Regions from separate parts of the Drosophila melanogaster genome. Here region 1 is linked to region 2. Evidence: chromatin contacts called from public Hi-C data. All regions are on one chromosome and are shown on one strand. Each heading gives the region's core, a stretch centred on a gene start, on an enhancer-like site or on the middle of the called end of the contact. The rest is flanking DNA. Distances are from core to core; before and after follow the strand shown.

Evidence for each region. A called contact is a pair of places that touch in the nucleus more often than the background predicts.
Region 1: a contact with region 2 is called in a Hi-C map of the Kc167 cell line, with 2.9 times the contacts expected there. The contact joins the promoter of CG8838 here to the enhancer-like site in region 2. A contact is called at or near these places in 6 of 107 Hi-C or Micro-C datasets (the Clone 8 cell line, the Kc167 cell line, cellular blastoderm embryo and 1 more).

Annotation. Positions count from the first base shown.
Region 1 is chr2L:3,352,492-3,359,600 of dm6, forward strand. It overlaps CG8838, which reads left to right and starts at 5,155. Exons shown (of 1, transcript NM_134925.3): 1 at 5,155-6,127. The coding sequence starts at 5,259. The coding sequence ends at 5,930. It overlaps GramD1B (GRAM domain containing 1B), which reads right to left. Exons shown (of 10, transcript NM_134926.4): 10 at 6,149-7,109. E23 (Early gene at 23) reads right to left here and starts at 2,338. Exons shown (of 9, transcript NM_205900.2): 1 at 1,983-2,338; 2 at 1-1,223. The coding sequence starts at 901.
Region 2 is chr2L:3,245,157-3,252,115 of dm6, forward strand. No RefSeq gene overlaps it. Among named protein-coding and RNA genes, the nearest start is that of lncRNA:CR45337, 13 kb to the right of the region's middle. Within about 2 kb of position 3,510, at least 15 of the 39 cell types and tissues checked have an H3K27ac peak or open chromatin away from gene starts, as enhancers often do. A contact at or near this core is called in the Kc167 cell line and cellular blastoderm embryo, where this site is marked.

The DNA.
Region 1 (7,109 bases), core at 3,905-6,404, 110 kb after region 2:
AAATGCTTTTGCCTATATTGGCCAGACCATTGGATGACGTTAGATTATCCGTACTTGGTATCGTTGTCTGTGATGTGTGCGTAAATTCTGAGGACGTTGAGCTGGAAGATGACGACGACGTCGAAGATGCTGATGATGAGGCAGAGGAGTCGCTGCTGGCCACCGATGTCGCTGCTGTCGCATCCGATGTTGCAGGCGGGGATGCAACGCTTGCTGCTGCTGCTGCTGCTGCGGCCACTGCCGATGTTGCCGGCTCCACTTCGATCTGGAGGCGGCAGTCGGCCACTATTTTGGCCAGATTGCGACGGCTGGCACTCACCAACGGTACCTGCTCCGTTGTCTCGTTGTCATTGTCCGATGATCCCATATCGACTGCCTCAACACTTTCCACGATCATCAAATTCATTGGCATTTTTTCGTAATGAGTCGCCGCTGCTGCTGCCTCACACTTTGCCTTTTTCTTGGCTTTGAGCTCCTCGGGTTCCTTTGGAATTTTCTGAATTTTTGCCAATTTGCGAGGAGCAACACAGGCGGCAGCAACTGCAACTGTTTCCTGTTTAGCTGGTAGTGTTGTTGCTGCTGCGGCTGTTGTTGTTGTTGTTGCTGCTGCTGCTGCTGCTGCTACTTTTAATGACTCCTCTACAACTTGTTCAGCTGCTCCTGCTGTCGAGTTTATTACCAACGAAGTGGCCGTCGTCGTTGTTGAATTTATAATTGCCGGCTGTTGTTGCTGCTGCTGCTGCTGCGACTGCTGATGCGGCTGCTGATGCGACTGCTGATGCTGCTGCTGATGCTGCTGCTGATGTTGCTGCTGGGTTGCCAGCGCCGCGGCTCCACCTTCTGGTATGATTGTTGCAAAAATTTGTTCGCCAAATATGAAAAGATCCTTGGAAATAATCATTATCACCTTTTTGTGAACGCTTAGCTGGATGTTGTTGGTGTTGCCGCCACAGTTTTAAATATACGTACGTGTGTATTGGGGGGATTTTAAATGTAAATCTTGTTTAAATATATCTATGTGTATATGCGTATACAACTTTTTGCTCGTCTTCTGCCTGCACTCGCCTTAAACACGTTTCGTTTCGTTTCGTTTATTTTAATGCATTAAACATATTTTGCGGCTCTGGGAACTTGGCTTTTTTGGGGATTTCTTTAAAATTTCATAATTCCCTGGCTTGTCTGGCTTGCCTCCTTTTTCTTTTCTTTTCCCGAGTTGTGGCCGACTGTAATATAGTAAGAGCAGAGAAGAGTACAGATATAATTAATATGTAAGCCAAGTGAAACAAGTTGTGATATAATTTTAAGATTTAAGAGATTACATGATTATGAATACACAAAATTATTTACATTTTCGACAATGATGTCGGAAGGTAAAAAGTCAGGCAAGCACGGAAACAAAGTGATGATTTTATTATTATGAGCAGTTTGCTTTTTGCTGCACAATCCCAGTGAATTGCATTCAATTTATAATTTATTGTTACTAGGAATTCGTTGCTTATTCAAGTTGCAGTGCTAATTATTCACGCGTTATTCATGCGATATCTCTGTTATTCACTGGAATCAGATGCTCGCCAGCTCTCACCGAAACTATTCACTTCATTTCAGGCTTCACTTAATTCGTAAAAACGTTCTGCAATTTTAATAATTTATTTAAACTTGAAAATGTTTGCCTCGACTTCGAGGAATCTCCTCAAAAACTCAGATTCTACACAGCTTTTTGGCTTGAGAACTTTTCCGACAATTTCCTATATGCACTGCCACCGGCACAGAAAAAGATAATGAAAAGGAATCGCAGAATATCGGTGAGAATTGGGGAGAATCAGAGAGAAGTGGAGACGCCTGGCGAATTTTGTTATATTTGTCAATTAGCCCGCGCGAAACAAAGCGCCAGAGCAAAACGTCAGTTTTCATTTTTAGCGATTTCAGTGTGTTTGAACAACATATAATATAAGGTAAATGCAGTAATTGCAATAACAACGCACCCAAAAAGCGAAGGAAGGTAATAAAATTCTTTGTTGCTTTTTCGAATTTGATATTAAAAATCGTCAGCACTTTTTTTGCAATTTAAATGATTTCTTTGCCTTTTTTTTTCGGCTTACTTATTGAACATATGTAGGTTTCTTGTAAACATTTTTGATAACACGCGTGTTAATTATTGGATGGGGAATTACTCGATTTATAAAGCCGAAACGAAACACGGACAGATCGAACGAAAAGTAAAGTAACGTAGAAACACGACGAAAAACAGAGAGCTATTCCGCTTTTCCACACAACGCGAGTTCGGCGCGCTTCAACATTGAAGAAAACATCCAACGGCGCCCGTTGATCTGAACGTACTGAACTGATCGCGGACCGTTAAAGCTAAACGCTTGCGCCAGCGCTCCAAAAGTCGCCGCTCATTCATTCCCGTTCTCTCGCGCTCTCGCTCTCGCGCACTCTCCCCCCACACTCATTCTCGCCGCCTACGATCACCACACGTGCGTATGGAGCTTGCACCGAGAAAAATCGCCCTAAGGTGTATGTTTTAAGTCGAGGAATGAAAAACCAAACAAATTATGGCTTGCATTCAGAAGGCATGTAAGAGATATCTCTGCAGTATCGAAAAATGATAAAAATTAAAAAATTAGATGATAAAGTTAAAATTTTATAAAGTAAGTTAAGAAATAATTGATTACGTTAAAATTAAAAATCCCTGGCCTTCTTTTGTGTAAACACTATTTAATACGAATTATAGTAATAAGTAGTTATATTTTTTTAAGTGCAGTCTCTCTCCCTTGCTCTCTTTCTATTACATGAATGTTAAGTTATCTCTGCGTACATTGCATTACAAATGTTATGGGCTTACAGCGAGATCACTTCCCCTGCTGTTCCCTAACAGTAACAGGGCTCAACATTTTGTTATCCATATTCAGTTCCCAACGAACTTTGGTAATCTTCGTTGATAAATAAAGCGAACCAATAAAAGTTGGTTATTTAGTTTGACTGATCTCGAATTTCAACTTGGTGATAGAAATTTAAGGTCTTGGCTGGCAACCCAGAAGTCATTCAACAAGTTTCGAGACGTTTTTGGAGTAGCAAGCGGTTTTCGGGCGATTTAATGTGTCTCGCGAAACAAAAAGTTTTACTAATTTTTGAGTCTGTCCTACGTTTCGATATCTTTTGAAGGCAATTTTTCTTCTTTACAAATTATATTGTACTTATCAAGGAGTTGGATCAACAATGAAATTTTCTATACCTTTTTTTAAGTACTTGAAATTAAAGTTGACAATAAAATATTTGTTGGTCTGCGAGCCTTTAATAGGGTACAATTAAAACAAATTAAGTCTCTAGAAGATTCGCTTCATAATTTCTTCTTAATGCTGTTAGGCAAATGCCCGCTTTCCAATCTTATCAGTCATTAAACTCGAGGGTAACCGCTGCGTATACGCAATTTGAATGCGTATACGAACCGTGTGTGCGTGCAATCCGCGGATACGATTGTGTGCGTGGGTGGCCAGAGGGCGGTAAGGGGAAAACGAGGGAGGAGGAGATTACACTTAGAACTTGGAACGATAATACAATTATAAGCCTTAAAATGTGTCACCTGCGCTGGGTCGTTGACCAAATCAGATGGAAAATAACGCACAATTGCATATTAGGCCTAAATAATGATGATTGTTCAGTTTGCAGCGAAATTATTAAGTTTATTGTGTTGCCATAAACTTGGAGCGAATAAGTCGCCAAGTTGCCGCTATGTTTTTTTCTCGTTTTCGGTGCGTAGCTCTCGGCTCTCTATAAAAAAAATTATTTTTTCCTGTTGCTGTGTTGGTGGTTTTACTGTTGTTACTGTTTTTTATTTATACGCACAATGTGCAAAATGTGCGAGACACCCATACAGTGGCACCAATTCACGCACACGCACTTGCTCTTAACCTTGAAAAAACACACAGCCAATTTGTTGTTGCTCTCGACTTCTGGTGGCTTTCTTTTTGTTTTTGTTTCGTTTTTTTTACTGAACTTTGTTTTTGTTCTACCGCTGATAAGATTCTTATTTTCTTTCTTTTTCTCCTTAATTTGCTCTTTTCTTCTTCTGATGTGTGCTAGTGCGTATGGTGGGCCATTTTTCTAAGTGTACGTGTGAGCGTACGGCAAATATTGAATTTCTAGACAAATTTTATTAAGCGATGTCGGAATGTGAATAGTTTCTTGGTCTTTCATTTTGTATGTTATTTGCTAAATTTTCTATTAATTTAATTTCTTAGTCGACTATATACACGTATGTGTATTATATACAGCTGTGTTGAAAATTGTAGCCAGTTAAGAAGGCAAGGTTGAAGATTGCAGTTTTTTATAACAATGTAGCCTAGTTGTATTTAAGGCCAATATAAAATCCATATATGTATGTATATAATATATACTTACTTCCCTACATCGAAGAACCGTTGAAAAGGCCCCCAAATTTTGCACGAATTGTTCCTGATTTTTATGCGGTTTAATGAACTTGAACTCTTATCAGTCAGGTTGGCTTTCTTGATATTGCCCAGGAGAGAGCTGTAATGCAACAAAAGAAGCGGAATAAACAAAGTCGGTGATCTTACTCATGCCATTCGGCGTCATGTGAATTTATTTTAGGATTTTGAACTTGGTTGAGTTGGGAAATAAAGCAGGGCTATCGAAATTGGGTCGCCATTTCTTTTGCTAGACTTTGTCGCTTTGGATATACGATTACTTAGGATAAATATAAAAAATCGACTTTATTTTAAAGTTTACATCATCTATTGCACATATACTTTATAAGCTTAAAAATTGTACTTTACGTTACTCAAGATTTATCAACAAGACGATCGCAATACGTAAGTTATAACATTAAAGTTACATGCCTATAAGTATGCAAATATTTTGTCAGCGTTTGTGTATATATATGGCATATACGTCTTTAGCTTTAAAATGCGTCTTTAAATAATTGTAATTTACGATCGCAATACGTAAGTTATAACATTAAAGTTACATGCCTATAAGTATGCAAATATTTTGTCAGCGTTTGTGTATATATATGGCATATACGTCTTTAGCTTTAAAATGCGTCTTTAAATAATTGTAATTTACGAAGGATTCAAAATTTTTAAGAAAATACCTCTGCCCAATACGTCAGATCACATGTTCATGGAGAAATCATTTTCCAACCACCCACTCAGTTTGTAGCAGTACAAACACCCCATTACACATTTATCACTAAACATTCAAAGAATTTTCCAAACTTTTACTCTGTTTTAAACACGATGACGTCCATGCTGAATACCCCGATAGTCTCCATCTTCGATTTGATGGTGGAACGTCACATCAGGCTGCGCAGGGAACTGAATGGAAATCTTCCGCCAGTTCGTCGGCCTAAAGCAGCACGTGGAGCTGCCGACGGAAAGAAACCTTTCAAATACAAACCAAGTCCGATGGAGTTTCCCTTGCCAGAAACACTGGAATTGATGTCTCCGCCAGCGGCAAATGCCATTACTGCCGCGCATTTGACCCAGAAACACACTTTCCTTAAGATCCAGCCACCGAGCGAGAAGAACGCAATTAAGAAGCTGGTGGAGAAGATGTCCCATGGACGAGGCAAGACCAAGACCGTGTCGCCAAGGCACTCCCTGTCCAGCAAGAAGACCAGTGCCAATTCCTCCAAGACGGTCGTCATTCAGCCTCGCAAAAGGAAAGTAGCCGGGCAGGGATCATTCCGTGCTCAGCCAAAGCTCGGCAAGACCAGTTCCACTCAGTTGAAGCGACAACCCCTCTCTCCCAGAAGGGCAGAATCTACAGCTAAGGATGCCAGTACGCTGAGCAAGACGAAGACCAAGAAGAGTTCGCCTGAAAAGTCGGGTGCACAGATGCGAAATACCAGGTCTGCAGATCGACTCGGCAATGCAGAGATTCCGGTCTCAAAACGATGGCGTCTTTAGAAGCGATAGATATACCAGTAGATTTTCATTCATTCAAGCTAATCAAATTTGCACCAAGTAATCAACAACTTTAATCACAGTGATCCCTCCATGTGATGGACCGCACTGAATCCCACATGAAGGCGATCCAAATTGAAAATGTACTTAAATATGGATTGTCTAGTTTATATACACATGAATAAAAATGTCATGAAATGAAATAAAGGCGTTATTTTTTTATTTTATTTATTCGGTTTTATAATAAATTAGAATTTTCATTGCTGCAGCTTAACATTCGGTCTCTTATTCTTGTATGTTCTGTTTAATAAGCCTAAATTGTGACACAAATCGTAAGCCAATTTAGCTAGGGCCCAAATTAATTTGACAAGAGTTAGTTTTTAGCGTGGTATTAACCAACTTAAAAATTTTGTTAGCTTAGATCTAAATGTATTTTTCTTAATTATTCCGGTTTAGTTTTCTCTTCACATTCAATTCGCACAGGTTCCTGCTTTTTTCAAGCTTTTGCTTTGTTTATTTTTGCTCTGGTACATTAAAATGCAACTACTACAGACTAACAATACTTGGCCATATATACGGATTATATATATGGTGTATATATAGAGTTACGCAGTTACTGGCCATAGCCTTGACTTGCGATTTGGATTAAATAGTTTGAAGCATCTTGTTTCTGATTCTTGTTGTGGTATTGGTATCGGTATCGTCTGTAAACGGGCGCCAAAAATCGAAAAAGGGTAAAGAGTTGGGAGGAGTTATACAAAAGAACGAAAACATTGCTCACAATTGTTTCGATTGGTTTTACAAAAGTATTGTACACAATAAGTATTTTGTATAATCGTTTTTATCAAATTTCCCCTAGCCATGGACTGGCAATTATATTAAAGTTATAGTTATTATATACTCTCCAGTTTGCCAGTTTTGCGCTTGCTCGACATGTAAATGAATTTTCTAAAACAAAAATTCAGGGCGCTCTCTCTCTTGATTTGTTTCGGTTTTTGGTATGTTGTGAGATATGAAATACTTGAGGATTTGTAGATACATTTGTCTGAAGCAAAGCCAAGCAAACAGGTGCTACACGTAAATGCCGTGATAAAAACAAAACAATTGCTCTAGTCTAACTAAAATGCAGCTACTTAGATCATACACGCGCTTTTCTTACCATTAAAACATAATCTTAAATAT
Region 2 (6,959 bases), core at 2,260-4,759:
TAAGATGTATGATGGCGATTACAGATTTATAGATTTTAAATTGCACTAGGCCAGAAGCTGGAAAAGATTTTCGGGAAATGCTACACTTACTTATCCGCACTAATGGCGGATGGCCTGCATTTTTAAGGGGATTATTTTTTAAAATGGTGCGGATAAAAAGAATTTTTCTATCTTGTAATTTCCCCGTCAACATTTGCACTTGGACAATTCTGTTTGAGTTAGCGAAAGATTCATCCATTTACATCAAAGTAACGCAAATTGCCTTCCGTTCGCCCACGCACATTCTGCGAATCCAATAAAGCAATTTTGTATTGTCAATTTAATAAAGCCTTTTATCGAGTGTATATAAATGGATTATGCCCTCCAAGCCGAGCGCATATTTATTAGAAAAGTTTCACGCTCCGTCGGCTGGAAGGAGGCAAAGTGGATGAGAGGGATTTACTTGGCCAACCGGGGAATTGATATTTATGGGGATTATCTATCAATTAGGAAGCGAAACTTCCTATTTAGCGTCTCTGTCAGCAAGTTACCTTCAAGACCGCTGAAACTTAAATGAATGTCAGTCTACTGCGGTCTCTTTGTTTGCTTTCCTTTATATTATTTTGCGCTTTACTTTGTTCTGTGACAACTCAGTCCCTTATAGTGGGGCCGTCAGTTGGGGCAACAATTTTCGTCACGTCACGCCAAACAAAGGAATATCTTGCCACATTCATCAAAACAGAACAGCGCAGCACAGAAGGCAAGCAGCCGTAATGTTTGCAGTCAACTTGTCTGCAGTCTCTCTGCAGTTGCAGCTGCAGCTGTAGCTGCATCTGAATCCGAATCCAAATACGAGTACGAATCCAAATCTGCTGGAATGCAATTGTTGACAGTACAAAAGAAGTGACAAAAGGTTCCGAGAGCGTTGCCTGTTCTAGTTGGCCACCTTCTCGCTTTAACTGGCCACCGAGTAGGCCAATTGGAACGTGCAATTATTTAGGCCACATGGCGGTCGCCAGCAGGGCAAGGTTAACTGCCAACCGCCAATGGGTTAGGTACACTCAAGAAAAAAATGTTTTTATTACTTATAATTTTCAAAGCCATTACGTTATATTAACCAAAGCTTTCTTAACGGGCTCGTGAAACAATTGATGCTAGTTTCTATGAAGAGTTCAAGTTAGCAACATTTTCTCTCAGTGTTGCAAGGGCGTAGGCGTAGTCCAAACTATAATCTGGGTGTACTGCGTTGCCTTGGCTTTGGTTAAAAGTTGGCCGCTGGCAGAGAGGGTCATGAAACGCCTGGATGCGCAATGAGTGAAATTCAAATACAAACCGTGTTTGAATGAATGCGTCGAGAAGTGGAAACCCTGCTCCTGCGAACAAGCCCCTCGTAAAAAGCCCCCTTGCCACGGGCAAGAGTGAATGCCTGAACAGTTGACTGGGTAAATAAGTGAAGAGGGTTGTAGAGGGGCGGCAAAAAGGGTTTGGACTGCTGGCTGTGGGCGTGGCACGCCCTGCTTTTAGAAATGTCCTTGGCCTATGTGCAGTGGCAATTGATGGATGCATCGACACAGGTCTCGTTCCTTTTCCTCCGTCCGTGCGTCCTTTAATGTGAATTAAGGTTCTTTCATTTTATGTACCCTGGATATCAGAAAGATGAAAACTTATGAGCCATATGCATAGCCACCAACTGCCTGCCACATGAGGGGCATCAAATTTTATTTCAAGCCAATGCCATTGAATTACTTACCGCGAATTGCGGAAATGCGGTCGCATCAAATTTAAGATGCACCCAAGTTCCTGAAAAACACTTTTTGAATGGCACAGTAAAATTTTATCCTTTTAAACTCCTGCCAAATAGCTGTCAGTAGTTGATAAACATTTTCATAGTTATTTTGCAGTTGCAGTTGTAAAGTTAAAGTTAAATTGGTAATAACCTAGAGCGATTTCAGTAGCTTAAATTGAATATTTTCAAATCTTGATTTCGTTTTTATACGCGAAAAAAGTTTAGCTTAGTCATAAATTGCTTTGGCTTGCAGAGACAGCTGGAAAATCAAGCCAAATAGCTTAAATAAACAATAAATAACTCATACGCAGCGTGCGCCAGCGGCACTTGAGCATAATACGCGAGGCTAATGCAGCCAAGTGGAGCATAAAACATTTGTCTAAGCCATGACTTTTAGGATAATCCAGCGCACACACACATTGTCCTTTCGCAGAGTCGCTGTCTCTTCATATACGAGAATAAGTGAATATATATGCAAGTGTATACGTGTGTATGTATATAGCCCAGTTCTCCAGTCGCTGACACTTTCATTCAGATTCTCGCGTCTGCGATGGCAACTCATGTGTTATGGCATTCTTTTGTCTTGCGACGGGCCAAATTATATGCTGACACAGCGGGGAAACACACAGATTCTACCCCCATGGGGAAAGCCCCATCCGGAAAAGGGGGAGCATTTTAATAAACTGAATTCAAATGGCTGTCAACGTTTAACCTTTTCGCTGCGTTTCTCCGCTAACGCATCCGACCGATCGCAATTAATTTTAGCCCACATTCTTCTCTCTCGTTTGCAGAAGTGATTACTCCAGTGGAAGCATCGGTGGCAGGATAAGACTATAAATTGCACAACTAGCACTGACAGTTACAATTGCTGGTCATACTTCAATTTCAAAGTGCGGTTTTTTAGTTTCCCAAATGGGCAGCCAAAAACCGCAACAAAGTTCAATTGAAATGCAGCAGAATCAAAAGAAAAATCACCCAAATACCAGTGGCATAGAGAAAAATGCTACAAAAAAGGAACAAAAGAAGAAATTGTGGTAAAGTCGTATCTATCGCCATTTTTGTGCTGTAAGCAAAGTATTGCTTTTGAACCAAACAATCAAGGGCGCTATAATGCACAATAAACTGCGCCAAATTACAGAATAATTATAATCCCGATCAAAAAGTTTTCATAACATTTCGTCTATAATTCACAGAGTTATTATGTTTTGCCCAGCAAAAGCAAAGTTTCTAAAATATTTCAGCTAACTATTCGAGTATTCAAAACAAAGCTCCCGTTTACCGGGCGGTTAAACTTCCGCCGTGTGCAAATCCATTTCGGTTTGGTCGCCACGGGATGTTGTGTCGCCACCTTTCATTCAGTTTGTACATATACATATGTATATATGTATATATATATGCCATATGCATAAGCCACCCACTGTGCTGGCATAAACCTGAATGAATACTCGCCAAAATATTCTGCGCCAGAGTAGCAAACGCATAAGTTGAAAAGTTTGGCATTGGCAGAGCTACGCAGATCCGCGGTATTCATTAGCATGCAAATTTGAAAATTTATCAGTTTGGCGGTCGAAATCCTTTTTTATTCGGGCGACCCACCGCATCTGTATAAGCCGAGAGCACGCACACATACGCTGGCGAGGACCAACTTTTATCACAGGACGAAAGTGGAGGAGTATTTATGGTGGTTTGGTGGTTCGTCGGCTGATATGAAAAGCATCTGTGACAAGCACTAACACAAGTTACCAATTTGCTGTGTTGCCACATAGTTTGCTTTAAAACTTCAAAATGGCAGAAATACGTAACTTAACTTAATGTAAAGTAAATATTTTTTCCAATTTTTTCATTTATTTACAACCGCCTGTAAGTATGGAGCAAAAAGCAAGTAGGAAGCCTTAGTAGCTAGAGTGGTCCACTTTTAAAATGCACTTCTTCGACCATCTTTTATCAGTTTATTTTGAATGTATATACCCACAGACCCTTCAATATTTCTTAACCCCTCCCGTTTGCTGCAAATTTTCCGGCAGAATTACTGCCCCAACTAATGGAACCGGTCAACAATCTGTACGAATGGCTCGGATGAGAGCACCCTCATATCGGGCACTTGATGCACTTGATTTACCTGCCCAGGGCGAAACATCAAAGGCGAATCAGCCGAGGCCCCGGAGCCATATAGTTGCTGCAATCAACTGCTGTAAAATTGCCTCACCAGCCGGGGGCTTCGCCGAGCTTCTGACAGGTGGGACACCCCAACGATAGCCCAATGCCGCAATGAACTCACATATTTGCACAGTGTGGCCAAATCCCGTCGGCTAGAAGAAGGTAAATAAATGTGGCCACAACTGGTGGCCATGCTCATCCCGTTCCCAGGACGAGGGACTGTGGTCTGACCGCAGGATCGCCCATCGCCTGTCGAACTGTCAGGTACACTGTCATACTGTCACACTGTCATCCCTCGGCCCCTCGAGAGATGTCCTGTTGACATTCCATTGTCCATGGGTTTTTCTCGGATCAGCTTTTAAAGTATTTCAGGCCAAAATCATTTAGCCCCGGCTTCAAACGCATCCCGTCTACTTTTTATTTTATATTTTTTCACCCCTCCCGACATCACTTTTTTGCAACTCCTTTGTTTTGCGGAGGCGGTCCAATGAATTGGTGTAAACACTCGGGGCGTCATTCTGTTGCCATCGCAAATGCTTTCTGCACCCGTTTCCTGACATTTCTGCCTGCAGTGCTTAGACAATGGTTAAGCACCGCCCGTTGTCGTCTGGTTGGGCTCCTTCCCCCCTCGGAATATTAATTTTTAATAGTCAGGACAGGAGGCGTTTGTGTGGGCTGCACAGCCTTTTTAATTCATCTGCGGAGCTGGCACGCATTGCCCAGGTCCCTGGGGCGGATGAGCAGGATGCAGCAGGAGTGGCGCAGGATATTGCGACATTTAAGCAAATATCCCAGGCCTCATTCCAGTCAACGACTCTCAGTTGTTGCACAATTATGAATGCCATGCCGTAGTATTTGCTCAGCTCGAAAATCCAAGCCCAAGGGTTAGCCCCTTACGGCTCGAGGCACAATTGAAATGTCATCTGCACACCTGCAAATTAGTTAAGCCCAAAATCCCCCCTCACTGGCAAACAATTTGTAGGCCAACAATTGATAAGGTCTTTGGTGAAAATCTGAACAGGGAACTCCCATGTCATTCGCTTTAAATTAAATGCATAAAATTGTCGTAAAGTGTGGCAATATGCAAACGCCTGTCAGAATTTACGACACTCGGCTAGATTATTTTGCAGGTTTGTTGCTGCTTGGACTATTAAATAATTTTCCCTTAAATTGCGTTTGTTTGCTTCCCTTTAATTGTTTATTTGAAATAGTTCATTGCCATTAGATAGCATGGTATATGATCAACTACTAATCGGTTTTGTATAATTCCTTTTAATTTATGCTGAAAATTATGATGCTTATGTATATTCTGGTTTGATCCTACCACATGATAATTTACACAGAGATTCGTATTAATGCTTAATTAAGGTTAGATTTACAGCCAAGAAAATTTACGTTTCCAGTAATGAAAATGTATTTTTGTGCATTTTAATTTTCTATGCTCAGAAGGACCGCTGTTTATTAATGGATTCGAGGACCAATTCAAATAACTAATTCTTTAGACGTTTCAGGGCCAAAAACTGAACGTGGACCCATCTCCGCCAGCAACAACAAGTGGTCCCATGTGCCCGTCCTGGAGTGGCGGCGCTACACTAAATTGCTTTTAATTATGCTAAAAACGAAGACAATAATGAAACAAAAAATAGAAAAAATATTCCAGTATGAGTGGAGGGCTCGTGCTGTGAGCTTTATGGCTCCGGGCATACTTTACAACAGGCCGCAGAAGTACGCCACGACCAAGGACTCGGTACTCAGGATCCGGGACCCAGAAACCAGGATCCTGGCTGCAGGACCCCAAAGGGAAGCGGCTGAGTTTGGCTCCGGGTTTGGGTTTCATTTTCAGTTCTGCACTGGCGGCCAACGGAGCGGAAATGAATTGTTGAATGCGAAGACCGGGCAACTTTGCCATGGTGTTTTATGAACAATTCGAGTCAAAGTTGGTTGTTTTATTGCCTTCATTATTTCATTTGTTTCAATTAGCGACAGCTGTTTAGAGCCAGGCGAAAAGGAGTCAAGTCTGCGACTGAAATAATGCCGGAGTGGTGCAAAGGTGAATCAAAGTGTTAAGTTAAGTGATTAAATTGCAGCTGCTTTCACAGCACTCTCTTAGTCACTTAATTGCGTGGCAAAGGGAAAAAACTGCACTTTGTCCAGATGAAGGATACATTTTAATGCACCTTTCTAACATCATTCAAATAATTTAAAAGAAAATTACATTCAACAAGGATGGGACAGCTGAAAAATCTCGACCAGGCAGGTGAAAAATGCGTCCAAGAATTCAATAAAGTACGTGGCCAATCTCCAGTGACTGTAAACTCTATAAAAGTTTAACGGATTTGGTACTTCTATATATACACATATATATACAATATATATATTTGTATAAGTGTTTATGTTTCAGGTAAAATCGCCTCAGAGCTTGAAGCATTCTCTCTGCTTTTCAGTTCCATTCGCAAAACCAAAAGATATAAGTTAACTAAGTTAACCGGACTGATCGTCCGCACACCAGCACCGGTCAAATTGCTGACCAAGCATTTGGCCGGAAGCTCATGCATAGCCGGCAGAAGCTCTGCGCATTGGCAGAGGCCGCTATGATGTTTTTCCCTTTGTTAGCTTATAGTCAGTTTGATTTTGTATTCAATAAAGAGCGCATCGCGCCTTCAATCAACTCCAGCTACTGCTGTTATCATTGAATTGGTTGGCTAGCCTTAAGGGCAGTCAACAACGGAGAGACGTTCTCCCACCATATCTCCCAATCTAGGAGAAGAGGTCTGCGGCAACCGCCCTGCCTCCCAGTGACAGAGGAACCCCCTGTTACCTGCAACCTACGCCGGAGACCGCGGCGAGGGACCTGCACAATACATTTAATTAATTGGCACCCAACTCCAGGAACCCACACCACTACCCTGAATCATGTAAGTGGGATTCTCAACCTAAACACTACTCCAAACTGCGTCTAGAATTTTAAAATATTTGGGATGTTTGTGCGAGTTACATAAATAAATTAAGAAAATCGGCATTTCCACTACAATAAACG